Regions from separate parts of the Mus musculus genome. Here all the other regions are linked to region 7. Evidence: chromatin contacts called from public HiChIP or PLAC-seq and promoter capture Hi-C data. All regions are on one chromosome and are shown on one strand. The core of a region is the stretch at or near the end of the contact, and the rest is flanking DNA. Distances in the headings are between cores, read along the strand shown. Region 1 has its middle 82 kb from the start of Gm22269. Region 2 has its middle 26 kb from the start of Gm22269. Region 3 has its middle 160 kb from the start of Gm32237. Region 4 has its middle 45 kb from the start of Gm22269. Region 5 has its middle 66 kb from the start of Gm22269. Region 6 has its middle 92 kb from the start of Gm22269. Region 7 holds the start of Nbea (neurobeachin).

Region 1 (3,630 bases), core at 1,104-3,603, 950 kb after region 7:
ACTACCAGGAGGTATTTGTTCTCTCTAACAGTCACAGTTTAAATTACATAATCTTCATTGTCTCTCAGGTAAAGCACTTCTAGAGGAAATGGCTGTCTTCTTTTGGTTTTCCTGACTTTATTTTTTTTTCTTTCCTCCTGGCTTTGTTTCAAAAATGTTGTTGTTGTTGTTATTGTTGTTGTTGTTGTTGTCATTAATATTTCTCTCAAAATCTAGCCTTAATATATAGTCAGTTAGAAGCCATAATGGTTTCATTGATAATGGCCTCAGAGGTTCATATATTTTCATGCTTAGTCCCCAGTTAGTAAACTGTTTGAGAAGGATTAGAAAGATTAGAAGATGTGGCCTTATTGGAGAAAGTGTGGCCTTAATGAAGGAAGTATCACTCAGGATGGGCTTTAATGCTTCAAAAGTCCAGACCAGGATCCGTTGTCTCTCTCCTCACCCTCAAGCCCCACTGTGTATCAAATATAAATCTCTCAGTTAGTTCTTCAGTTCCATCCTGCTCCTCACCATGGTAACAATGGACTCGCCCTCTGAAACTGAGGGCAAGCCCCCAATTAAATGTTCCCTTTTGTAAAAGTCACCTTGATCTTGATGTCTCTTCACAGCAAACAGAATAGTACTCATAATAGGAACTCTGGTAATTCAGAAGTGCAAATGGTTAAAGACCTTCTCTCTAGCTCCAAAAAGAGCATCCACCATTGTGAAAATGATAATTATCAAATAATCATATATAAAAATATAGAAATTATATTCAAAGATGTCAAACAATAGCTCACCCCACAAATTGTATCACTTCTCTTCTAAATTGCTCTTTGTTTTTGGTGTGCACCAGTGACTCCAAAGACAACTGCTAGTCCATTTGTTTAATTCTGTTGCACAGAGTTTAAGGCTAGATTTTGAAGAGAGTTCGCCTGACTCTTCCGAAGTTCCCATTCTGTTCCATCTGTAAAATGGGAGCCTCCTTTGGAAGATAAGTTTGTTCCTGGTGCCCTGTTACTGTTGGGTTATGCCGTTCAGAAAGAAAGATCCTTGAACTAGATCTGCTCAGTGGTCCATCCCCCAATGACACAGAGCCCTCTGTTGAGTGTTCTGAACGACTGGATGACCTCAAATGAGGCTTCACACAATTTTTTTGGGAATGGTTGGCCCATATTCATAGCAGCAGCATTTGTTTTGTAAGATCCTGGTGAACTAAAACCATTCATAAAACTACCATTGGGAAAGGGAGCCAGTGGTGTTTCAAAGTAAGGTGCAGGACTTGGAGACCAAGACTGAGGCACAAGACTATACACTGAGTACTGCTGAGGATTATACACTGGTTTCATGAAGACTGGTGAGGGATATTGGGTAGGAGTCTGAATAGGTTGAGTATACATACTAGAATCCATTAATCGATAAGCATTCTTAGCAAAAAATGTATTGATGGCTTTTATCCTTGCCATGATTGGCTTGCCCTTAAATGTTTTGACTTCTCTTAAGTATTTAAAAGCCTGCTGTGCATCTGTGTCTGACTGGAAAGTGATGTACCAGTTGCTGTTGTGTGCAAACTTGTAGCTTATCACTTTGTGGCAGTTTTCATTTTTAAACAAAGCTTTCACTTCCTCTACAGGCGTGGTCCCAGGAATCTCTCTGAGAATCACAATACATCGCTTATGACTTGGTCTCACCTTTTCTCCCTTCTCATCAACTTTTACCATGGGGGAAGATCTCAATACTTCAAGAACTAAATCTGTATTTGTAGTCATTATTTTTTTTTATTTCTTCCATGTTGGCAACTGCCCATATTGGTACGAACTGATCACTATCCATTTGAGATATCAAGTAAAGGTCCTTTGATAAATTTTCTCGTGAGAAACAGAATTCCAACTGTTTTTTCAGACATTCTTTTAAATCTTCTGTAGAAATTGTTGAACTGCTTTCTCCAGAAACTTCATATAGTTGGTAACTCAGGTCTTCAGGTCCTAAGATCATTCCATCAGCTGACTTTTCAATGCCTGCAGTATTTCTTGTGGTTTCACAAGATGGAGAATACATTACTTCACATTCCTTACACATATCTTCTAAAAGTTCTGTATTGCCCTCAGGGTGAGATCCAGATGTGGCTGCAGTTTCATGCCAAGAGGGTTCAGTTACAGGAGTGCCATCCGGATTTCCAGAAGGAATTTCTTGCCATACTTTGGCATTAGGATTTAAACCAGTGCCTTTAGATGTCACCTGCTCAACGAAGAGCAACATGTCTGCTTCCGCTCGTCCCAATCGTTCCCGCTGCTGCCTCTACTCCAACTGGCTCCCAGGCCCGGGCCTGTCGGTAGGATAAGGACAATTGCCTTGCCCCTCCACCCAGCAGTGGACCCGGCTCCTCCCCCGCTGTCAGCCGCTGTGCCCTGACCCGCCCAGTCCCGCCTCCTGGGAAGCAACAACTGCTTCCCGTTTTGGAGGCAAACTGCTTCCTGGGGCGAAGGGACGCCCGACCCCCACCCCCACCCCACCCCCTAGCGTGCTTCGATCTGGCTGGCTCTTCTCTGGCGGTGATGGCGAAAGTGTGTGGTCTGTGTCAGGTGTGGGTCGATGCTCAGGAGGCCGCGCTGGGCTGTGCAAAACGCTCACTGACGCATTTGTACTTTCTACCAAAAAGCTGACCACCGCACTCTAGAGGTATTTTCTAAGAAATGTAATTTAACAAGAAATCATTTATGATCAGAGTATTCTGTGGTACAAAGAATATTTAAATAAAGTCAAAACAATAGCCTATCATCAGGAAGCAGCCATCCTATCAGAGAGAGACAAAACTAAACACATGTTATCTATGGCTAACTAAGAAAAAAGATGATAGAGTAAAAAAGTAATATGGATGGTTTGGTAAACCGTCTATATTCGTCTGTTTACAAATACCATAACAAAATGCCCGGGGCGAGCTATGTATAGAGGAAAAGGGCTTATTTGGTTCACATTTGGTTTATTAGAATACTCAGGGTTTACGATGAGGTGGCCTGATTTGTTGGACAGTCGTGAAGGTGGTAGATAAGACAAGATCATATTACCAGTGGAAGCAGTTATATAGCTGAACAGAAAGAGAGAAACTAAGGAAACCCCAATTCAACCTTATTTTAAAGAAAATGTCCCTCTCCAGAAAGTAAGAAAAAGAGCTAAGAACAGTCACATGAAAACTACCTTAATTCCTTTCAAGGGCATACCCAGTACTCTAAGGACTTCCCACTAATTCCAGCTTTTGAAGACTCTACAGTTTCCCAGTTAAGCTCCCTAAAGGGCCAACATTCACCACAGCCAAATACATATACAACACCATCAAACCTAGGAAGTAGTTAACAGTGAAGTGTTCCTTGGCTTGTATCACCATGTAGGCACACCATCAGAATGGGTGGGATAAGAGGATGCCCTACATGAGTTTATAAAGTAGGTCATGGGCATGGGTTGCAGTCAGGAAGTCAGAGACCCAAAGAGGAGACTAGAAGAACGTTTCTAAAAGAAAGGCAGCACCTTGCATTTAGAAAGAAAGCAAGCGGTCAAGAGATAACCCTATACAGGTACTCTGGCAAAATCAAAATAAAACAGACAGGCTCAGTGATGAGAAACCATGCCCAAATCGGGGTCCAAGGAAGGGAA
Region 2 (3,880 bases), core at 342-2,841, 900 kb after region 7:
ATGAAGTGAGTCAGGGTAGAAACTCAAACAAAGCAGGAATATGGAAGCAGGAGCTGAAGCAGAGACCTTGGAGAAATGCTGCTTAATGGCTACTTCTTGCTTCCTTAGATTTCTTACAGAACACAGGACAACTAGCCCAGGGATGGCTCCACTCAAAATGGACTGGTCCTTCCTCCATCAATCACTCAGTACACAAATTTCTTAATTCATTATATCACTTATAATATAATGCCTAAGACATAGCAGAGCTCAATAAATTCTTGTTGGAGGAGAAAACAACTGAATAACACTTTTCATGAAAGCAGCTGAATAGATGGCTTGGTACAGCCTTCTTCTACGCAGGAGAGAATGCACAGTGCATGGCTGACAAGTGGTTGTTTAGTTGTACTAACTCTGAGTTTAAAAGTAGCATATTTCACTAATTAGGACTTGAGTCTTGTGTGAACAAATGGTATTATCACTGGGAGATAGTTCTTTCAGGTCATCTTTTCATGAACCATGTGTGCAGGAGAAAAAAAAAGACACCCTGGAGGGAAAATAGGTAAAAATCAAACTCCCTTCCCCTCTTTATATTTAATTTCAAAGAAATGCCTCTACTTTGTTTTTTTTCCATATTTGACTTTTTTTTCTTTGAAGTCATATTAAACAAAAAAAGAAAACATTGCTTTTAAGAGCTATAAAACTGCAAAGACACTTGCAAATTCATTTATCACTTTAATGCAGGAAGATAAGCAAGAGGACCAAGAGAAGATATTCCATTAGACAGCAGGGGCACCGTATTTTAGACTTGGCATTGGTTTCACTCAAGGAGACTCTGCTAATGGAAACATCGATCAAGTTTACCACATTGCATTCCAGGATTCTGAGTTACAAATTCCTTCCCAGTTTTTTCATTTGTCTGTAAACATTATGGATTAAATCCACCCTATGGTGATACCTACACACAACTACTTGGTGGGTGCTATTCCTGACTACTACAGTGTTATGTTCAATAAGTAGCTATGTGTTAATTTTTAGGAATGTCAAACATCCAGAAGCAGTCAGTAACAGACATTAGTATAATGTGCTATAATTATTTATATGTCTAAATAACTGAACTGGGAAATCTGTTAGATTTCTGTCAACTTGCAGAATTTTCATTAATATTTTTATAGGCAGCTCACAAGATATTAATAGCCTGAAGCCTAAAGCAGGAAATAAACCAATGGCCCAAAAACAAATAAATCACTTTGGTTGGTTTTAACAGAATTCAGTCTAACTCTTCTGTTTACACTGCAATTACGTATTTGAATATTTATGTCATATGATCATTTGTCCCTTAAACTAACTTGTCTACCATCTTCTTTTAGTCCATTTTTAAGTTACTGATACAGATAAACCCTGGCCCTGTTGTGATGGAATTTGAGGCCCAGTGGGAAAAACACAAATCAAGCCTCCATTGAAAACAACCTACACAAGTAGACACTCAAATGAGTGTCTCGGGAGTCTGGGACACCAGGAGTCTGGGACACAGGGTTCTGTGGTTATGCTGGAGCCAAGGGAGTATTGTAAGAAAGATAATGTTCAAGTTGGTCTCAGGCTGACTGTGAGTCTTCCATGTAATGAGAAGAAGAATCTAGACAAAGAGCACATTGTGAGAAGCTTTAGAGTAAAATAGAGTGGTATGAGCAGGCAGAAGTTGGCAATGAATGAGAAAGTGATTGGGACAGAATATGTGTGGTCTTGCCTCTCTGCTAGGAAGTGTTGAATTTGACCCTGTGAGAAATGTGCAGCCACTGCAGCATTTAAGCACAATAGCAATGTATTCACCGTACATGGATGCCCTCACCACAAAAGTAGAAGCCCAGTCTACAATGAAAATGTCTAGGTGATTTGTTCTACTTAGAGACATGCTTGGCTCAGGCTGAAGTAGTGTCAGTATGCTGTGGTGTGTGTCTAGTGTGTATGAGTCCCTTAGTGTGACTCTTCAGCAATGATAGGGTGAGGGGAAGAATTGGAGAAATAGGGCAAGCAAGAAATACAAGGAGAAGGAGAAAAGTAGAGAACAGAAAAGTTCTGATTCAAAGTAATTGTTAGCCAAATAAACTTTGAAAAATAATGAGATGACCATACATAAACAATTTTTAGTGTTGCTCAAAAAATTTTTTTTGACTTGATTGATATTATTTTATTTTCCAAGAAAGAAAACATATAGCTTTCCTCAAACTTATCTCAGTAGCAAAACTTCTGCATGTTCACCAAACACCTCATAGGATTATGGTCACCAAGAACACTGGGAGATGCAGATATAGAGGATGGGTTTAGAAGTTATGGTGAATACAATGTGAGCATTATAAGACTATCAAGCCAGATCTGTCATGAGGCAAACTACAGTTAATAGTAGAGGTAGAGCAATGATCTGGTTAAGCCACATTTGATAATGGAATGGCCAAAATGGCCAGAACATTGCCTGATGAGCCACCTCAATACTAGTGACATTTGTCTAAGAACCTAGCAGAAACTTCTTAAAAGAGAACAGATTGATATTTAATGCCAACTCCCTCCTAATATAGTGAAACAAGCTTCCAATAAATTAATATCTGATCTGGAACAAAAATATTCTACTCTTGATATGCCTTGGTTTATTGTACAGGAGAGCCAGGAAGTGAATATTTATAAACACTAAATAATTGCCAAATAAGTTCTGTTTACCTTTGGATCATATTTTCTTGTGATATTTAACCAGGGATGAAGGTGACATTTAGGGAATACTGATGAGGCCTTAACAAAACTAATAAAGTCTCACTGTGCTCACTTGATTTGATGCCCTGGAAAGTTGCCCTGGATTTTTAGCCTGTCAGCTACTTCCTCTCTTTAGACAGAGCAAGCTGGAGGGAGCACCTTCCAGGCAAACCTGTCTAATGCCTGTTGACAGCTAGCTGCACAGTTATTCCTTCAGACAATTGGTTTTGAAACCTGCTGTTCTAAGTAAGTGATCAGCTATTATTGTAAAAATGTATCAAGAAGGAATTTAATAGGCAATATGAAACCATGAGTAAAGGTCATTGATTTGGTTTGAAATGAGATTGTCTTCATTCAGAACACTGTGGAAAGAGCAGCAATATTTTGCTCTGACCTTCTTGCTGCAGAGGCAGTTTCTCACAGACCCTTGTCAGAGATCTCCTTCCAGGCAGGTGGGATGAGACCAGTACTTGCCACAGGAACATTAAAGGACAGGAAAGCCTTTGAAGGGACTCTGGTGCCTCACTGGAAGTGTGTTAATGTCAACTTTCAGACACATCTTGATGCTTTTGCCTTGTTGTTTGTATTTTTTGCTGTTGTTGTTGTTGTTGTTGTTGAACCTTTAAACTTTCCCTGACAGAAAGATTTCTTCACAGATATATACACAGAATCACCTGCCATTGAATGTAGCAGTTACAAAGGTTGCTGATTGGTTAGTCAACCTCTTTACCTGGGCACTAAAAAAACAGTAAGAGTCAAAGACAAACAAACTGCTTTATTCTCTTGCAGTTTTTAGCTTGTTTTGTTTTTGGTTTTGCTTTGTTTTGTTTTGTTTTTGTTTTTGTTTTTGCTTTGTTTTGTTTTGTTTTGTTTTTATTTTTGTTTTTACGAGATAGGGTTTCTCTGTGTAGCGCTGGCTGTCCTGGAACTCACTCTGTAGACCAGGCTGGCCTCGAACTCACAGATCTGCCTGCCTCGGCCTCCCGAGTGCTGGGATTAAAGGCGTGCACCACCATGCCCGGCTTAGCTTTGTTTTAAAAAATGTTTATGGCTTGATTTTACACAAGAGTGACAAGAAGCTAAGAAAATTGTTACTGACAAGCTGCCATCTTTGTGCTAAGAGACTTCACTGGTTTCCCACCCAGGAAAGGATGATGAT
Region 3 (3,522 bases), core at 172-2,671, 680 kb after region 7:
CATTCTGAAGAGATATTAGAACCTTCATATTCACTGTAGCATCCATTAATAACAACAACCAAGATATAGAATCAGATGGGTCCATCAACAGTTGAATGGAATGTGCTTCAATCTTTTTAAAAATAAAGTGAAATGTGAACTATTGTGAGAATATTATTGAAGCTGAAGGATATTATCCTGTTGATTATTGACTGATGTGTGAGGCTCCAACTTGAAGGTGGTCCTAACTCTGTAAGAAAACTGGCTCAGCAAACCATGAAGAGCAAGTCAGTGAGCAGCAATCTTTCATGCTCTCAGCTTGAGCTCCTGCCCTGACTTCCTTCAGTGATGGAGAATGACCTGGACGCATAAGGTGAAATAAACCCTTTCCTCCTGCAAGCTAGTATTGGCCATGGGGTTTACTACAGCAACAGAAAGCAACTAGGACAGAAAGTAATGGAAATAACTGATGTAACATCAATCAAATATAAACTTGAGTAATGATGAAAAGAGTTAATATTTCCTGCATATTTTACACATGATAGCCTTGTTGCTAATTTAGATTATTTAACTTATTTTATTTTGACAAGTACCCTACATTGTAAATATTATTTCTATCTACATTTGTTGCATTACACAATTCAGACTACTTATCTATTCTCCATAGCCATGCAGCTCTAATGGCGAGATCAGGACTTGAATCCAAGAAGTTGGATCCCTGAGATTATCCAATATAGTTATGAATATGGTGTTGACAGTAGAGATTATAGTAGTGATGATAGTAGCAGTAATACTGCAATTGGTAGTGGTGATGATGTTGGTGGTGGTAGTAGAGCCAGCAGTGATAGTGATGATGGTGATGGTGATAGAGGTAAGGATAATGAAATGGCTCAGCAGCTAAGGGCAATTATTGTATAAGCCTGAGAACTTGAGGCCAATCTCTAGAACCTAAATGAAAGTGGAAAGAGAGAACTGTACAAAGTTGTCATTTGACATCTACACATGTGCCATGGCACACACACACACACACACACACACACACACACACACACACACACACACAGAGAGAGAGAGAGAGAGAGAGAGAGAGAGAGAGATAATATAATAAACAAGAGGTTATGTTAAGTTATTCATCCATGCAATGCAGATAATAGTGTACTGTGTGAAGTCAGCCATCATGAAATCATGTGGGAACACATGTCTCAGAATGGTCCTTGCAGTATTCATCATACCTAAATCACAAAGAATAATAATGCAACAAGCCAGTCACTGCTCCAAAAATGGGAAGGGGAAATGTCATCCTGTTTTCAGATATGCACATTTTGTTCATCATATTATACAAGAGAAACATCATGGTAATTCTCACAAAAAGACTTGCTTCAATCTGTCCCAAGAGATAATGAATGCAATATGTGTTCAGACCCTTAGCAGACAAGCTGGGAGCTGTAGCAGCAAATTAGCTATACTGCTTTGTGCTCCTGATGGGTTGCATGTGTGCAGCTGCCGAAGAGCTATCTGGCTTTGTGAAGGAAAGACACACACGCGCGCACACACGCGCGCGCACACACACACACACACACACACACACACCACACACACACACACACGTCAGTTAATTTTTGGTATGCCTTGGCTATCTCAAAGGCTGGGCAGTTCTAATCCTCCCCAAGGCTAGCATTTATTTCTCTCCTGTAATCCTGGCTTAACACCCTCTACATCTATATTTTATCTTTTTTGCCATGACTCCTTCTGTGGAGCTCTCTAGTCTTTGCAGTCCAATACGCTTCTGGGCAGCCTGTCTGGAGGCCACATTCCTTCTCACCTACATTTTGGATGATTGTCTTTCTAAGTCTGATCCTGATCGGTTTGCCTGAAAATCATGGCAATTCTACTATCCTCCTCCCAGTTTTTACCCTGTGCACATCTAAAGGGCTCACCACAGTCTATCTGCCCAACCATTTGCCACTGGCTTTTTCTTTCACTTCTTATTTTTTTAATTGTGTATTTATTTCATTTACATTTTCAATGCTATCCCAAAAGTCCCCCACATGCTCTCCCACCCACTCCCCTACCCACCTACTCCCACTTCTTGGCCCTGGCATTCCCCTGTACTGAGGCATATAAAGTTTGCACGACCAATGGGCCTCTCTTTCCACTGATGGCCGACTAGGCCATCTTCTGATTCAAATGTAGCTAGAGACATGAGCTCCGTCCGGGGGGAGGGGGGGTATTGGTTAGTTCATATTGTTGTTCCACCTATAGGATTGCAGATACCTTCAGCTCCTTGGGTACTTTCTGTAGCTCCTCCATTGGGGGCCCTGTGATCCATCCAATAGCTGACTGTGAGCATCCACTTCTGTGTTTGCCAGGCTCCAGCATAGTCTCACAAGAGACAGCTATATCTGGGTCCTTTCAGCAAAATCTTGCTAGTGTATGCAATGGTGTCAGCGTTTGGAAGCTGATTATGGGGTGGATCCCTGGATATGGCAGTCTCTAGAGGGTCCATCCTTTCGTCTCAGCTCCAAACTTTGTCTCTGTAACTCCTTCCATGGGTGTTTTGTTCCCAATTCTAAGAAGGGGCAAAGTGTCCACACTTTGGTCTTTATTCTTCTTGAGTTTCATGTGTTTAGCAAATTGTATCTTATATCTTGGGTATTCTAAATTTCTGGGCTAATATCCACTTATCAGTGAGTACATATTGTGCGAGTTCTTTTGTGATTGGGTTACCTCACTCAGGATGATGCCCTCCAAGTCCATCCATTTGCCTAGGAATTTCATAAATTCATTCTTTTTAATAGCTGAGTAGTACTCCATTGTGTAAATGTACCACATTTTCTGTATCCTTTCCTCTGTTGAGGGGCATCTGGGTTCTTTCCAACTTCTGGCTATTATAAATAAGGCTGCAATGAACATAGTGGAGCATGTGTCCTTCTTACCGGTTGGAACATCTTCTGGATATATGCCCAGGAGAGGTATTGCGGGATCCTCCAATTTTCCAATTATGTCCAATTTTCTGAGGAACCGCCAGACTGATTTCCAGAGTGATTGTATAAGCTTGCAATCCCACCAACAATGGAGGAGTGTTCCTCTTTCTCCACATCCACGACAGCATCTGCTGTCACCTGAATTTTTTATCTTAGCCATTCTGACTGGTGTGAGGTGGAATTTCAGGGTTGTTTTGATTTGCATTTCCCTGATGATTAAGGATGTTGAACATTTTTTCAGGTGCTTCTCAGCCATTCAGTATTCCTCAGGTGAGAATTCTTTGTTTAGCTCTGAGCCCCATTTTTTAATGGGGTTATTTGATTTTCTGGAGTCCACCTTCTTGAGTTCTTTATATATATTGGATATTAGTCCCCTATCTGATTTAGGATAGGTAAAGATCCTTTCCCAATCTGTTGGTGGTCTTTTTGTCTTATTGACGGTGTCTTTTGCCTTACAGAAACTTTGCAATTTTATGAGGTCCCATTTATTAATTCTTGATCTTACAGCATAAGCCATTGTTGTTCTATTCAGGAATTTTTCCCTGTACCCATATCTTCG
Region 4 (3,919 bases), core at 837-3,336, 830 kb after region 7:
CTGCGTAGCTGGGATTTCCCACCCATCCATGTGTCACAACTGTGCCTATGCATGTTTCCCACGGCAGAAGGATACTGGAGGGTGGGAGCTTTCCCCAGGAGCTCTGCACTACCGCCTCATGGAAAAACATTTTGGCTTCAGCTTCATCTAAATCAGTGGTACACTGAGTGGGGTCTGGATACTCCCTCAAACTCTGATAAAAAGGGATGCAAGAAACACCAGAGCATAGCCTTTCAAAAGACCAAAGTTCTGTTTTTAATGTCACCATCCAGGATGCTCTTTACTCCCCAGCTTTTAAATCATGACGCCACATTCAGAGTAATTGGTCCATGCCTTCCAGATAAAAGCAAGGAGCAATGCATAGATTCACTCATGCACACAACGTGGTCAATCCTGTTTAAACAGTTGAATTAATATTTACTTGAAATATAAAATTGCTATTTTGGGCAGACTCTATAAATTGTTTAGAAAACATCTGTGGAATATATAGTTTGCATATTTTGTCTTTATACCCTTGTTTCCTCCAAGGCCTGTGTTTTTCCAAACTATTTTCATTGTTGTTTCTTCTTTTCCCCAAGAGATATCATAATGACTATCTGTGAAACACTTACTTTATATTATTCTCCATGTTAAAGCCTTACCATGTTAAACCTGTCATCAGCCTAAAGAAGCAGGTATTATTATCTGCAACTAATGCAGGGTCAGAGAGCTAGGAAGAGCTGTGTGGAGCAGGCTCTTAAAGCAGAGTCACCTGTAACTTCAGGCTCTTCTTTGAATCTCCCAGCTCTTGTTATTTACTTGATGCTGATATTTCAGCAGTTCAAAATTTTAAAAATGCTATACATACATACATACACACATGCATGTATATAGATAGATAGATAGATAGATAAACACATATATCTATATATAAATGCTATATATAGCATTTCCTCATTTTAAATTTAAATAGCATATATATATATATATATATATATATATATATATGTGTGTGTGTGTGTGTGTGTGTGTGTGTGTGCTATATATAACATTTCTTAATTTTAAACTGTTTATATTTTGGAGTCTGGAGAGACTGCTTAGTGGATCAGTCTTCTTGCAGAGGATGGGGCTTTGGTCCCCAGAACTCACATGACCGTACACAACCACCAGTAACTCCAGTTCTTGGGGATCTGACAATCTCTTCTGGCTTCTGCTGACAGTGCATAGACACAGTGTACTTACATCCATGTAGACACACCATACACATATGTTTTTTAAACATTTGTTTCAAATGTTTTCAAAAATTAATTTTGAACCAAAATTATTTTCCTTATTTACTATGTACATATAGTCACGAATACATAGGCTTCTTTGGTTTAAGGTACAGAGAAGGGCTGTACCTTAAACTCTCGATTTCAGTCTTTAATTCTCATCTATCCCTTAACAGAATCCCCTCCAACAAAACTGAGACCACTGATTACTTAGGTCATAATCATTTCATCAACTTGTAATTTCTGCTGTAATGAGCCAGAGCATCTCAAATCTGTGGCCTGGATCATATCATTTTGTACTTCATGTTTTCCCAAATGTGCACTAGAGCATTAAGTATTTATGTAGTTAGGAAAGCCTTTCACATGATGCACCTGTATTTCTGAACAAGGAGCCCATGTTAATCACTATATTGCTTGTTCATTCATCCACTTAACAAATATCTCATTTAGACACTATGTTCACTACTAGGGGAATAAAAGCAAACGTAAAATAGACATGAGCCTTGATGTCCTTGATTTAGTAATCTAACTGGGGTAAACATGAATGATAGAAAATTAATTAAAATTATGTAGTTTGGTGACTAGAGAGATGGCTCAGTGGGTAAGATCATTGGCTGCTCTTCAGAACTCCCAGAACCCACATGGGGACTCAGAATTGTCTGTAACTCCAGTTCTGGGGGGTCTGACCCTCTCTGGCCTCCACAGGCAGAGGTACTGCATACATGTGGTGCCAAACATGCACTTGGCCACACAGCATATACATACTTTTTAAGTAAATAAATCTTTAAAGTGGTATAGTGTGTAACTTTATGTTTCCTGATAAATTGATCGTTTTTTGAAATGGCAGTGGTTAGACTCTCCATCCTCTGCCAATAGCATTCTGTGCTCAGGTGCAATGAGTAATTAGTAGAGGTTTTGTTTGCATGGCATAGGCAAAGTTCAGGGTGTGATCTCAGGCACTACAGGAACAGACTGAGTCCAAAAGAGTATCATGGCCTCATCTGGTATTGCTTTGTTGTTGTTTTGTTTTGTTTCAGAAGAAGGAGACAGGATAAAAGAAGCTTTTCTGCTACATTTCCTGTCTCCTTTCAGTTAATGAGAACAAGATGAGGAGGCAGGATGGAATTAGAAGGAAAAAGAATTGCTTTCAGCAATTTCAAGACTGGTCTCTGGAGCATAATAGTTCCCTGGGAACCTTCCACAGTTGGAAAGAATGAGCTCTCTTGAAAGTAGATTCAGACATGCCTGGAGAAAGACTGAGAGCACATCCTGACAGAGACTATCTCCTGTCCCAGAACCGTAGTAGCAATGACCTCAAGGAGCAGCCTGATCACAGAAAACACTGGTTATTTTTAGAGGAAACTCCACTCGTGTCTCAGGTTCCATTACCCTCCAGCTTGGTGACTCTGGACCAGTTTCATGGAAATTCTTTATTTTATTATAAAATTGTATGTGTGTGGGTACTTTGCCTGCATTCTTTCTTGTGCACCATACAGGTCTCTGTTGTGCTTGGATGCTAGGGGATGCATCAGGTTCCCTAGACTTGGAATGATGGGTAGTCATGAGCCATGCTGTCGGTGCTGTGAAATGAACCTGTGTCCTCTGAAGAGCAGCCAGTGGTCTTACGTGCTGAACCATCTCTCCAACTCTCTGCATGTACATTTTTAAATGTACTTTTTCACATATAAACACAGGATAAGCACAAACACTATATTAGCACAAGATGAAAATTAATTTAGATAATGCTTGTCACGTTTTGATTACAATATCTAGCACAAAGAAAATACTTTAAAAATATAAACTATCGAAAATGAAAGAAATGAAGATGAGAAAAGATCAATCAAGTCTCTACCAAGCTATGAGTGACATTGTGGGATGGGGAGGCTTTGAGATCCAGTGAATGCTCAGAGGACAAAAGTCTGAAGTTACTTGTCAGAGCCTTAGCAAGAAGCCATAAAGTTATTACTATAATTAACCCTAAAACATTAGTGCTTGAAATGGAAGTTTCTGGATTGGTCATATGATGCAAATTCATGTGATGTTTTGCTGATGCAGACACACTGTGTTTTAGGGGCAGGCGTAATGTTTGGTAAGAGTATAAATATGACTCAAGAGACTTTGATGCCATGCTTGAAACTTTGATGCCATAGCTAGCCTTGAAACACTTTGTTGGTCTCATGTTCTTTTCACTTTGTTGAGAGAGGCACAGTAGAGAACTTCTCCTGGTGTCGTGGCTGATTCTGGTTGTTCCAGTTGGTTTAATCAGATCAAATATTTAGATGGGCTCATATTTTCAGCCTCTACTGAAGATTCTCCTCTCCTCTGAGATGCTTACTGCTTTTATAACCCTATGGACTGACCTTGAGATTCATGTAACTTTATGAGCTTCCTGAGCCTTTAAGCTTCCTTCTGCTTCTAAGAGAGGATGTCACAACACAGAGGAAGTAAGGAAACAACAGGAGTCAGTCTACGATGATTGACCCAGGGGATGGGTGGGATGACAGGTTAACAGCATAATATTATACTGTTCTCACCTTTGATGCCCCTTAGCCAATCAGAAGGAAGGGAACAACGAAACCAACATGAAGGTAGCAGTCTTGTTTGGTGTTATTTTGTATATTTCTACAGAATTTCTGTAAATCTTCAGAGAGTTGCCTTTTAGGGATTTC
Region 5 (3,684 bases), core at 146-2,645, 800 kb after region 7:
AACTATTCTTAAAATTATGAATTAATGAAATTCAGAAGGAAAGTTTATTTCCATTTGAGTCATAAATTAATGTCATTTGCAGACTGTAGAATAGTCTGAGTTATTAAGTTGAAATTGCCACTCTTAGGCCAATTTTCTGTGAAGATGTATCAGTGCTTCTAGGTCTTCAGCATTGTGCTATCTGACATTAATTATTAATCTGTCAGCCTGATGCACCACATTAAAGTTGAAAATAATTTATTTGAGAGAGCATTTATTTTTATGGACTTTTTAAAAAGTGGCATTAATCTATTCAGTTAATGTCAAAAATTTAGATCATAAAAGTCCTGAATGTTACCTCTGTAATCTCATAAGTAACTCTTGTAATTTGTGATTTATGGAAGATAAAATAATAATTTAGCCAAAATATACACTCCATAATAATTTTCTTCAGAAGACTTGCATATCTACAAATCAATTAAAGAAGTAGAAAGTAAGTCCAACAGCTCTTGCACAGTCCGGTCTGTCTGTCTGTCTGCCTGTCTGTCTTAGGGACAGCTTCTCCTTCAGTCGTGCCTTTGACATCCCCTGACCTCTGCAGCACATTCACCAGTCATGATAAACAATTATCCTGACTGGGACATTATTTTCACCTGGGTTTATTACTATTCCCCTCATCGCCAGCACTTGGAATCCCTGTATCTACTCATTTCCAAAGCACAGTTTTTACTTTAAAATTGTAAGAAAATATAAGGAAAGGAACAAAATCATTGTTTCCTACTGAGTATCATCCAAGGGATAGAAAAGAACGTTGGGTCACAGTCAAATTCTGCTACATATGGTTGTAAAGTGAAAGTTCTAAGCCTGCTTCTGCCAAGGATATAACAGGTGCTTGGTCCTAGTTTGTTGATAAATAAATGAGTAGTCATTATCATCTCCCTATATTCCCTGGGTTCCCCCTTTTTCCTTCCTTTTTTCCTAAACCTTCCTACTGCAATCACTACTTCCCTTCTCTACTCCCAAGTCTGTAAGCAGTTCCCTTCGCTGTGCCCTTTCTTAGGTCACTCCATCATGCTCCTGTGTTAGTCCTTACTCTTTGATTGGGCTGATGTCTCTTCTTCCCACATCAACGCTGGTGTTTGGGGAAAGCTTCCTGCTCCACAATCCCAAAGCCAAGTCTTCCTTTTATTCAAAATCACAGGAAAAAAAAACCCATCCATTTCTCCTGTACGATAAAGTACAGTTAACAGTAAAGAATTAAAGTACAGAAAGTGAATCAAAATCAGGAAATAAAAAACATTCTACATTGATTCCATTCTGCAATGGAATTTAACAAAGGAAACAGTGTGTGGGTACCTTCAACTCATTTAAACAGCTGTGATGTCTCTAGCTAGCTATTACATTTGTGTGACCATTCTGGCAAATGCCATATCACCATAGAAACACTGATCCAAATACCTATTTATGATTTGACTGATGGAATATGCGAACTATTAAGGAATGTTCCCAGAGCTGTTCTGAACCCTGACCAGGAAGAGAGATGAAGAAGATAATTTTATTTTCATTACTATCCATGCCCAGCGTGAAAGGGTCTTAGCCTAAGCACAATAAGAAATCTCCCCCACCTGCTATTTCCGAGGTCAATAGAGGAGTCATGCTCCCAGATACACTCATGGGGAGGGAAGAAAACAGACTAACAAGGAGAGTAAATTAAAGCAAAAGTGGAAAAGGAAACATATGGATAGACATTCTTTAAAAAAGAGAGAGAGAGAAGTTCATCTCATGGTCCTTTTCCTATCTAGCTATTATTTTGACCAGACTTAGAAAACATTTGCCTGTTTAAACCAGCATTTCAAATAAATGGCTCAGCGAGACTGGAGAGATGATGGCTCAGCATCTAAGAGCACTGGCTGCTCTTGCAGAACGTCTGACTCCAGTTCTCAGCATCCACGTGGTGTTCACAACCATCTGTAACTCAGTTTCGGCAGATTTGATGCCCTCTTCTGACTGCACACACATGGTATGCATACAAACACTCATGCACATAAAAGCTGGAAATTAAAAAGAAATAAGTGGCTATGTTTTATTTTATCTGGAAAGAGGCAAGGCCAACCTAAGAAGCAGCTCCGCTATTGTCACCTTTAGTCAGATGTTCCTGCTGTTACGTTACACCATCATTGGTTCTCTTGGAAAAGGCTTGGGACTCACTAGTATTTTACATCAATGCCATGGATCCTTCTTCTTCTCTTTTATGTCACCCTGTCAATAACTGTTCCATGAACACTGTATTCACGTCCATGCAGGCCTCTAGGCTGCAATACGAAGCATTCACATACCTAGTGTAATTTGCCCACCCCATAGGCTCTAAGTAATCTCCCAAAACAGGATACAAGCCTCACAAGATTTTCATGTTTCAAACAATACTATTAATTAACCAAAATCTCAGTAAGCTAAAATATGTCACAAAAACACCAATTCTAATTCTTTGGGGGTTGTTTTTGTCCTAGTACTTCACTGGCAATCAACCTCAGGGCTACATGTGTGATAGACAGACTCACTAACTGAACCACTTCCCCAGATTACAACTCTAGTTTCTTTTCTTCGTTCCTTCTTTCCTTCCTTCCTTCCTTCCTTCCTTCCTTCCTTCCTTTTTCTTTTTTTTTGTAAGAACAGACTGTCCTTGGGTTATAGAATGCACAGCTCCAAGAGCTCTCTGCATCTCTCTTTAAGGGACAGGCAAAATTCTTTCTTCTCACATATTTAAAGATAAGTAGAGCTAGAGTCTCTGAGGCTTAAACTCAAGTTATAGAGAAGAGCTAGTGATTGGTAGCAGTGCGGCATGTCCTGCTATACTATTCATTGCTTACCTACAACCTATGAAGAAAAACCAAGTAGCATGGAACAATCTTGAGTTCCCCATTTCGACGGATGGAAATCAAATTCTGGCATTTGACCAGCTCAGAAAATGGACTCAAAATTAAAAGTGACTTTTTTCTGCTTAAAATCCACATTAAAAAAATAGTTTGTTGTTGTTGTTATTTTAATCAACAAAGAAGGTACGAGTCTTCTAACAACAGGACAGAATGTCTAAGTTCTGATTCAAACAATAACAAATATTTGTTCAAACAATAACAATTACAGAGAATTTTCCTATTCTTTATCTCAGCCAATCTCCATTATTGAACTATGGAATACACACACACACACACACACACACACACACACACACACATACACACAAAGAGAGACAGAGACAGACAGAGATACATAGACACAGAGAGAGAGGCAGAGAGGCAGAGACACAGAGAGACAGAAAGACAGACACAGAGACACACACACACACAGAGAAAGAGAAATAGAGACAAAGAGAAAGAGACCACAATTTCAAAACATTTTCTTGTGTTATCCCCTCTCTGTAAAGTGATTTAATTTGTTCACCTAGAACAGTTAAAGCTAATGATATGGTTTGTTGTGTTTGTTTCCCAAATGAAGAGATGTAAACAAACCACCTGAATATATGAAGCTAGAGAAAAGGAAGGCAGCACTAGGGCTGAGGAGGAGTCCTATCAGGAGGATGGGTTCGAAGCTCACAAGGGAAAAAGAAAGGATCTTCTAATGATATTGTCAGAAAAACTACAGCACACACTAACCATCCTGAACTTGAAAGTATAAAGAGGCAAAAGAAAAAAGAAAGAAAGAAAAGAA
Region 6 (3,990 bases), core at 460-2,959, 780 kb after region 7:
TTTAAGACATCATCCACATGCCTACAAGAGACTACCTAGGACAGAGATTTGATAACATCATTACTAATTCCTTTCTCTACATTTCCTTTATCACACAAGAAAAAGGAGGCAAAAGGGAGAAGGGAAAGAAGAGGAAAGGAAGGGAAGAAAATGATGAGAAGTAAAGGGGAAGAAAAGGGAAGGGGAAACAAGACAGGAGAAAAGGAGGGAAGGAAGGGAGGGAGGGAGGGAGGAGAGGGGGACCCAAGAGATGTAGGTACTTACCTAGCATGAAAGAGAAGGAACTGTTTCCTTTTGGTGGTAATTGCTAGGACTCTCCTAGGCATCAACTAGTCTGGCTTCTATCATCTACCTGGAGTTCCCTGTTAAAACCTGTGCTGTAATGCTTTTGCAAATCTGCCCTGGTCAATATCCATTGAGCTTGTTTTTCCCTTGTTGGCAAAAGCATCTAAACTGTGAAATGCAACCACTCTAAAGCCTGCTGAGTTTTCATGAAATCTTCCCTTGTTTTCCCCCAAGGACATCTGTCCTACCCAATTTTGATGTAGAATTATGTATTATACAGACAACTGCCTAAGTCTATTGAATGTAAGGATAAATGCATTGGCTCTTCAGAGTGTTCTTACTCTTTAAGTATGCACAGTATTATCTAGCTCTCTCAACAATAGAATTAATTGTATAAAAAAAAAATCTTTAGGGGAAAATACCTAACAAAAATTTGTTAAATGTAAAACACACAAAATCAGGACATGTGGTAATTTCAAAACTGGATAAATTGCTGCTTTCCTTATCATTGTCTATAATAAAGTTATTTGAAGCTATTAATAACTATTGATGAGCACAAATTAAATTCAAGTGGGAAAGTTTGTCTTTTAGATGAAGAAACTTCTGGAGTGTTTTGGCAGCAGTTTTTCACTTCCAAACAAGATAATAATTATGTTCAAACTTTTTATTCAATTAATTGGATTAAGTACGAACTTATATACTGCCTTGCAGGGATAATTAGCATCCTGACTAGCCTAGTAGAATAGAAAGTCTTCTTCTCTGGTACAATCCATATATGTCACTCTGCTCATAGTAACCGATGTTTCTGTTGTCCTTGGGTTCCAAATGCATTGAAATTTGGAAAGGTCCTACCCCTCAGTCCCAACACACATGCACTGCAGAGAAGAGAATAAAATAGATGTATGGATATTGTCCTTATATATCTATTCTATTAGGCAGTTCTTCATTATTGTAACAAAATGGTAGGGGAGGGGGTACTGTGAACAGGAAAAGTGGCCTTTGGCCCACAACTTTGGGTCCTTCAATCCTTGACCCCATGACGTCATTGCATTTGAGTATGTAGCAGGGCATCATACATAGGGATCTCCTGTGGAGAAACTTAACCATTTTCTTGTTGTTAGGGAAGCATTACAGAGAGACAGAGAAAGTGACTAGGGTTCCACCATCCCCTTGGAGATCTTCCCACCCTCTGTTTCGTCTTCTCCATCAGTGACCAAACCTTTTCACTGGGCTACACCTTCAGCAGTTTGCAACAGGTTTCAGCATCACAAGTCTGGAGACAAAGTCTTTAACATATGGGCCTTCTGGGGATATTTAAGGACTAGATTTTAGCAAAAATCTTGTAATCACTATACATCTGAGTCATGATCATGTAACTAGACTCCATAGTCTCAGTACTTTTTTTTTTTTGAGATGGAGACTCCCTATCCATGACTGGCCTGGAACTCACTATGTAGAGCACTCTGGCCTAGAATGCACAGAGATCCACCTGCTTCTACCTCCTGAATGCTAAAATTAAAGATGTGTACCACCATGACAGGCAAGACTCAATAGTTTTTCTTTCTCTTTTACAGTTTTCCAATTGAATCCTTCCTTCCTGCCATGAACAGGGCCTTTCCAATGGGGCTGGTGGCAAGATCACTCAGAACAGAAATCAGTTGCTAATTTGTGGACAGACAAAAGCCTTTGCTACTAACATGTGTGCATCTATAAATAATCATGAGAGAGAGAGAGAGAGAGAGAGAGAGAGAGAGAGAGAGAGAGAGAGAGAGAGAGAGAGAGAGAGAACATTTTCCTCTCTCTGCAATGGCATTTAACGAAATGAAAGCATTTCTTGGGAGGTAACCAGCCAAGTATGGAAGTCACTAGACAAGGGAACCAGTGACCGCATGAAACCACATTCACATAAGCTGCTGCTGCCTGCCCCTTTGTGGTTGCCTTAGAAACCAGCCTCTCTTAACAGTGAGTCAGATCCCTGCTCAGAGGAGCAGGTGGTGAATCATATCAGTCTCCCCATTCGAGCAGATGCCTGGTTCTTTCACTGAGTCATTCCCACCTACTCCTCTCTGTCTGCACTCTGACATGAACAGAAAGTTCATTCCAATGGCCTCTTGGTGCTCATCCTCACAGCACTGACTGCCAAAAGCAAAGGGACTCTGTAGATGAAGCAAGTTCCACTGCCCTCTGGAAAGGATGCTCTGAGCAGGAGTTGTCATCCATACCATCATCCTAGGTTTTCACATTCACTGCTGAGATGGATTTTGGGCTAAGAAGACTTTTCTCACAAGTCCACACATGTCTCTGTCATACAAGGAATAAATGTGCAGTGGCTTGCAATGCATTTTAAAGAAGTGATCACGCGTGGCTGAATGTCACTGCTTTGGAAGAAAAAGAAATCCTTTTCTTAAACCAGAATTGGAGAGGGATCTTGCTAGCCGGGAGGTGAATAGGGGAAATGCAGCTCTGGACACCATGGAGGATCAATAAATATTGACAGGCAGAGGAAAGCAAAGGGTTTTCGACAACCTTAACTAACACTTTCTAATAATACCAAACTGCAATCTGCCACCAAGGAAATCTAGCCTCACCCTCGAATATACTTGGAGAAACAACACAGGGTGTGAATGAAGTTCCAGGAGCATGGCAGCTGGTGATGGAAAACCTGCTTGCATTGCTCTGGGAAGCAGACATGCATCAGCACCACCTTCTGTGATGTCACCTGGCTCCTTGTGGCTGTGGGCAGACTTCCCAAGTGAGTGAAAATATACTGACCTAACAGGTGGAACTCTTAAGCTAAAAGCACAATACCAGGACTTTGGAGATTGCTCGCCAGCTAAAGGAGTACAGAACACAGTCCAGTTGAGGTTGCCCCTTCTGCCACTTTGCCCAGTAGTTTAGTTTAGACCTCATGAAAGAGATCTAGAATGTTACATTAGAATCTGAGAAACCTGTGCTGGGTCATAGCACTGAGATTGTCTTATGTTGCTCAAGACAGTTTCTACCTCTACCCCCATCACATTTGCTTGCTATTAAAATAAGGATTCTGCATACCCTGTTAAGTCCTTCTGCCTGTAATTGCAGATCACATCAGTGTTCTCTCCATTGAAATTCTTTTATTTTTTATAATTAGTACATATTTTAGCTGGTATAACACTGAGTCAAAGATTAGCCTCTTATGACTTTGTGTGAATCATGAGATTCATCCTGTAAGGGAAGGACCAGTTTCCTAAGCTATAGGATCATAAGCTAATAATAATAGATACCATTTGTTGTGCTCTGCCGTAAGCCAGCATTTCACATTCATTATCTTATTTAAAATTTTAATCTTAAAGAGAATCTTATGTGTGAGAGGGCAGGGAAAATTCATGTTATTTTTCTTGGATTAAAAAAAATAACAGTTAATGCTTCTGGCTCTGCTGAAATGTGTGTTCAGGTAAACAGCTCTGGTGCCATATTTTAAGATTAAGTTTTTTAAATAGATGCAAAATAAAATGTGAAGAGTATGGGTGTAATTTGCAGCACAGCGCAGCCAAATTTTTCTTCGTGGTATAGCTGTAGCAGCTAGGATTTAGGAAACTTCACTGAAATGGAAGAATCCCAGTTGGAAGTGAGACTTTCTCAGTCTAAATTTAAGTGTTTTTCTTTATGGCACACTGCTTCTATGTTCTAGTTTTGGAAACAACATAACCTCTTGAGACGTTCAAT
Region 7 (3,687 bases), core at 310-2,809:
CATGACCTAGCCTCAATTATGCTCTATTTTGGCTCTTCCTCTCCTTCTGCTGGACCAAGTCATCTTCAACATTGTTTAGGTTCTCTGTAGCTAGCGCAGAACATTAAGTCATACACACTTCTGCAGTAACTCTCTTACCATGAAAGGAGCCAAAACCTAGGCTGCCTTTCAAATCTTTCTTCTGGTCTTTATCCTCAAGCCACCGCAACCATAGAAACCAACCTGTAAGATCCGGTGCCCCCCTTACATTTTAACACCTTCTGCGCCCCACACCCGTAAAGGTAAGAGATCAGCATATCTGGAGAGATACTACAAAGAGGTGAAGATTGCCTAGAGATGGAGGTAGGGGTGAGTACAGGCACAACACGCTCCATCACTGCCACGGAATGTATTTAAAGACAGATGCAAAATCTGCATCATTCGTCGTCCTCCCTGGAAAACCCAGCACCCCAGCTGCTCAAGTTGGAACCAGTGCGCTTCTCCCATTTCAGGAGCACGGGAGGGGGTGGGGGCTGGGGCGCTTGGGGGGACTCGGGCTCTAGGGGCCGGGCTGTCACCCTCTCAGAGCCACAACACGGACAATTAAGAGATGGGGAGAAGAAACTCCCAAAGGACCTGAGGGCCGCTTCACACCTCCACTCACGGCCCAGGCCCTAAGGACCGACCACTCGTCGGAAGTGCCGGGTTGAGTTGGGCACCGCGCGGGTGACAGGAGGGAGGTGGCGCGGCCGTGGCTGCGCGCGGGCGGGCGGGCGGGCGGACGGACAGGAGGCTGAGGGACGCGGGGAGGCAGGGCGCGGACGCCCGGGGTTGGGAGGGGGGGCGCTTACCAGGTTGAGCACGGTCTCCACGATGTCCCTGTTGCTGACCTCGCCGACCTGTATGAGTCCGATCAGAACGGCGAATTTCATACGGATGTTGCGGATCGGCACCGAAGGGTTGATCATGCCCGCCGGCAGCACCACCGGGCCGGAGCCGGCCGCCCCCCGAGGCTCCCCCATGGCGCCTCCGCCGCCTGCACCGCCGCCGGCCCCGACGGCCAGGAGCGCGACGGGCTGCGGCTCGAGCCCCGGGCCCGGCTTGTCGCTCGCCATCCGCCCCGCTGCTGAGGAGCTGTGCAGCGCCGCCGCGCCGCCTCCGCCGGTTCCGTTATCCCCGCCGCGGCCCCCGCCCCCCGGCCGGCGCCTCGCAGCCCCAGCATCCACCAGCGCCGCGGCGCCGGGCCCGCTCCCGTCCGCGCCTCAGCCGGGCCCGGCAGCCGTGCGCGGCGCCTCGCCGACCGCCTCCGGGGACAGCCTCAAGGGTCGCTTCCGAGGTCTCCTCCCGGGCTTGCCGCAGCTGTCTCCCCAGCGAGCTCACGGTCCGCCTCAGCGCTCGCCTCACGGAGCTCCTCGCAGATCGCCTCGGCGCTCTCTGCACCGATCTCCCCGGCTCGCTACCGCCGGCCCGGCCCCCCGCGAGGATGCCGCCTCGTCTCGCACGGCCCTCCGCCCTCCGCCGGGGGCCAAAGCTCGGGCCGCTGCCACCGGCGCCGCTGTTGTTGTGAAGCCCCGACGCCGCCGCTCACTCCGCCATGTTGCCGCCCCCTGCCTGCGGTAGCGGCCACTGCGCCTGCGCGCAGCTTGGGGGGGGCGGAGTCCTCGCTGCACCCCCTCTTTCTCCCGGCGCTCCTCCTCCGCATCCCTCACCCCTCGTCCCTCCCCCACGCGCTGGGACCGGGCCGACAGGTGAGCAGGTGCGCGGGGAGGAGTCGCGAGGGGAAGGACAGGGCTCGCCCGTCCGCTCTCCTTCCCCCTCGGCCTCGCCGTGCGGGCCACGTGCGGTGAGTGGAGGGCCACCTGCTCCCGGCCGCCTTTGCCTCCTCCTGGTCCACCTTGGGTCCGCGGCCCCACCTCGCTGCGGGGGTCTGGAGACAGGCCCAATGTCGCCGGGCTCTTGCCACAGCCCGTGGAGAGGCTGACACCTGCTCACACGGGCGCGGCTTAAAATAGATGCTGTCAAACCGGGAGCCTCTCTGCCAAGCTAGTTCTTGAACTCGCCTCCCTGACTACCCTCATGAGGTGGTTGGGTAGGTGCAGCAAATCCCCTGCTAGAAATCCCCAAAGATCCTCAGGTATGATGCCAGTGGGTGGGTGATCTCCCTTTTCCATAGGCGTATGAGGTTCACAAGAATTGTATGAATTATCAAAATACATTGGAGGTCCTCACGACCAGCCTTAGTCCGTGAGAAAATTTCAATTGAAAACATTATAACACGCACATGGCAATATCTCTGATGGCACTGAGTTAAAACCACGTAAGTATGACTGGTGGTTTCTTCCTTGACATCAAGGATATAGTTTCTTTAATATTTCAAGTGGTCAGCCCTTTTCGATAAAGACATATTGCCAGTCACCAGAAACATTAGAAATCCTAAGGTGTATTCAAATCATTTAAATTGTCATCCCAAACAAAGAAATGGTCAGTATACAAATGAATCATAATGCATAATTTATTACTATTCATCTTCTTTGACTGGTAACTCCCATGATACAGGATCTTATAAACATTTCAAAAGTACCATAGGGCAAACTTTCTTAATACCTGTATTTTCAATTAGTTCTTGGTTATATGTTTATTAGTGGTACAAACTCCCACTGAATTGATTAATTTTTTAAAGTAGTTGCACAAAAGTACCTGAAAAAAGTGGTAAATTGGTATGTCTATTTAAACAAAATAGTAATGGAATTATAACATGCTTACATCATTAAAACTGCTTGAGGAATTTGCAGAGCCTTAAGACTTCAGAGTTTGGCAATTAAGAATTCCAGTGATACTAGATGGTTGTGGAGCAAGCCTTTAACCCCAGCACTAGGGAGGTAGAGGCAAGCAGATCTTTAAATTCCAGGACAGCCCTGTCTACAGATTTTAGTTCCAGGACAACCAGGGCTACACAGAGAAACCCTGTATTAGAAAACAAAAACAATAAAAAGAACTGTGACTTTTAGAACTACCAACAATTTCTGTGCCTGGCTCAGGCAAGCATCATCTAGTTCTATAAGAACTACTTCAGTTGCAAATTTAAAATGCCATATCTCTCTTAAGTTATAAAATCCAAGCTGAAAGGTTATCTTAATCTATATATACACACACACATACATATCTGATGTGTACATATATGAAGTACATATAAATAGATATACAGTAAGTTGTACTTCTTGCTTTATTCTAGACATCTTGAATGAGAGCTTTGAGAGAGACTGACAACCTGATCTTCCCTTTTCCTTTTTTAGTGCATAGCTTGACACCCCTTTGACTGCTCTTAATTTTCTGTTATGTGTCTCAGGCAATAGGTGTGTTCATTTCAGTTTTGTTTTCCTTGTTCGTTTTCAGTTACTGGAGATGAAGAACAGGTAAAGAAAATAATCCCTGCTCAAAGTAGAAAAAGCACACTTTATTAAATTTCAGAAATATTTTTAAGCTTGCTAGTAATGTATTCTGTAGATTATCAGCTCCTTGCCCTCTTTAAAAAAAAAAAATTGGGCATGGTTCTGAATCATCCTTTAACTATCTGTGCAATCTACTCAGGCTATGTGAACTTCAGTATCCTCATTCCTTTAACAGACATGATTAGACCTATCCTACCAATGAAATGATGTCAGTTCAGCAGCAACTAGTATATAGTAAAATACATCTTTGTATCCCTCA

Evidence for each region. Promoter capture Hi-C pulls out the DNA fragments that hold promoters and counts their contacts. HiChIP or PLAC-seq counts read pairs in DNA pulled down with a chosen protein or histone mark.
Region 1: an H3K4me3 HiChIP or PLAC-seq map of forebrain shows a contact between it and region 7, with 8 times the contacts expected there. The contact joins the enhancer-like site here to the promoter of Nbea in region 7. A contact is called at or near these places in 4 of 39 promoter capture datasets (the SN4741 cell line, cranial neural crest, frontonasal cranial neural crest and 1 more) and 7 of 115 datasets of contacts at active chromatin or transcription factors (SST interneurons, embryonic forebrain, embryonic hindbrain and 4 more).
Region 2: a promoter capture Hi-C map of liver shows a contact between it and region 7, with 4 times the contacts expected there. The contact joins the enhancer-like site here to the promoter of Nbea in region 7. A contact is called at or near these places in 11 of 39 promoter capture datasets (the 3T3-L1 cell line, 3T3-L1-derived adipocytes, the SN4741 cell line and 6 more), 2 of 115 datasets of contacts at active chromatin or transcription factors (embryonic forebrain and pancreatic cancer cells) and 1 of 9 other capture datasets (embryonic stem cells).
Region 3: a promoter capture Hi-C map of second pharyngeal arch cranial neural crest shows a contact between it and region 7, with 2.7 times the contacts expected there. The contact joins the enhancer-like site here to the promoter of Nbea in region 7. A contact is called at or near these places in 7 of 39 promoter capture datasets (the 3T3-L1 cell line, the C10 cell line, the SN4741 cell line and 3 more) and 6 of 115 datasets of contacts at active chromatin or transcription factors (VIP interneurons, astrocytes, embryonic forebrain and 3 more).
Region 4: a promoter capture Hi-C map of cranial neural crest shows a contact between it and region 7, with 4 times the contacts expected there. The contact joins the enhancer-like site here to the promoter of Nbea in region 7. A contact is called at or near these places in 8 of 39 promoter capture datasets (the 3T3-L1 cell line, cranial neural crest, embryonic stem cells and 5 more), 5 of 115 datasets of contacts at active chromatin or transcription factors (astrocytes, embryonic forebrain, embryonic midbrain and 2 more) and 1 of 9 other capture datasets (embryonic stem cells).
Region 5: a contact with region 7 is called in a promoter capture Hi-C map of hippocampal neurons, with 10 times the contacts expected there. The contact joins the enhancer-like site here to the promoter of Nbea in region 7. A contact is called at or near these places in 3 of 39 promoter capture datasets (the 3T3-L1 cell line, hippocampal neurons and liver), 8 of 115 datasets of contacts at active chromatin or transcription factors (SST interneurons, VIP interneurons, embryonic forebrain and 5 more) and 1 of 9 other capture datasets (embryonic stem cells).
Region 6: an H3K27ac HiChIP or PLAC-seq map of neural progenitor cells shows a contact between it and region 7, with 9 times the contacts expected there. The contact joins the enhancer-like site here to the promoter of Nbea in region 7. A contact is called at or near these places in 3 of 39 promoter capture datasets (the 3T3-L1 cell line, hippocampal neurons and maxillary cranial neural crest), 3 of 484 Hi-C or Micro-C datasets (cerebral cortex and cortical neurons) and 14 of 115 datasets of contacts at active chromatin or transcription factors (the NIH/3T3 cell line, SST interneurons, VIP interneurons and 10 more).

The regions. Positions count from the first base shown.
Region 1 is chr3:57,134,593-57,138,222 of GRCm38.p6, forward strand. It overlaps the pseudogene Gm8177. Among named protein-coding and RNA genes, the nearest start is that of Gm22269, 82 kb to the left of the region's middle. Within about 2 kb of position 2,354, at least 35 of the 459 cell types and tissues checked have an H3K27ac peak or open chromatin away from gene starts, as enhancers often do.
Region 2 is chr3:57,077,785-57,081,664 of GRCm38.p6, forward strand. No RefSeq gene overlaps it. Among named protein-coding and RNA genes, the nearest start is that of Gm22269, 26 kb to the left of the region's middle. Within about 2 kb of position 1,592, at least 8 of the 459 cell types and tissues checked have an H3K27ac peak or open chromatin away from gene starts, as enhancers often do. A contact at or near this core is called in pancreatic cancer cells, where this site is marked.
Region 3 is chr3:56,858,615-56,862,136 of GRCm38.p6, forward strand. No RefSeq gene overlaps it. Among named protein-coding and RNA genes, the nearest start is that of Gm32237, 160 kb to the left of the region's middle. Within about 2 kb of position 1,422, at least 8 of the 459 cell types and tissues checked have an H3K27ac peak or open chromatin away from gene starts, as enhancers often do. A contact at or near this core is called in second pharyngeal arch cranial neural crest, where this site is marked.
Region 4 is chr3:57,007,250-57,011,168 of GRCm38.p6, forward strand. No RefSeq gene overlaps it. Among named protein-coding and RNA genes, the nearest start is that of Gm22269, 45 kb to the right of the region's middle. Within about 2 kb of position 2,087, at least 1 of the 459 cell types and tissues checked has an H3K27ac peak or open chromatin away from gene starts, as enhancers often do.
Region 5 is chr3:56,985,961-56,989,644 of GRCm38.p6, forward strand. No RefSeq gene overlaps it. Among named protein-coding and RNA genes, the nearest start is that of Gm22269, 66 kb to the right of the region's middle. Within about 2 kb of position 1,396, at least 2 of the 459 cell types and tissues checked have an H3K27ac peak or open chromatin away from gene starts, as enhancers often do. A contact at or near this core is called in hippocampal neurons, where this site is marked.
Region 6 is chr3:56,960,507-56,964,496 of GRCm38.p6, forward strand. No RefSeq gene overlaps it. Among named protein-coding and RNA genes, the nearest start is that of Gm22269, 92 kb to the right of the region's middle. Within about 2 kb of position 1,710, at least 86 of the 459 cell types and tissues checked have an H3K27ac peak or open chromatin away from gene starts, as enhancers often do. A contact at or near this core is called in the NIH/3T3 cell line, SST interneurons, VIP interneurons and 9 more, where this site is marked.
Region 7 is chr3:56,182,142-56,185,828 of GRCm38.p6, forward strand. It overlaps Nbea (neurobeachin), which reads right to left and starts at 1,560. Exons shown (of 58, transcript NM_030595.1): 1 at 831-1,560. The coding sequence starts at 1,094.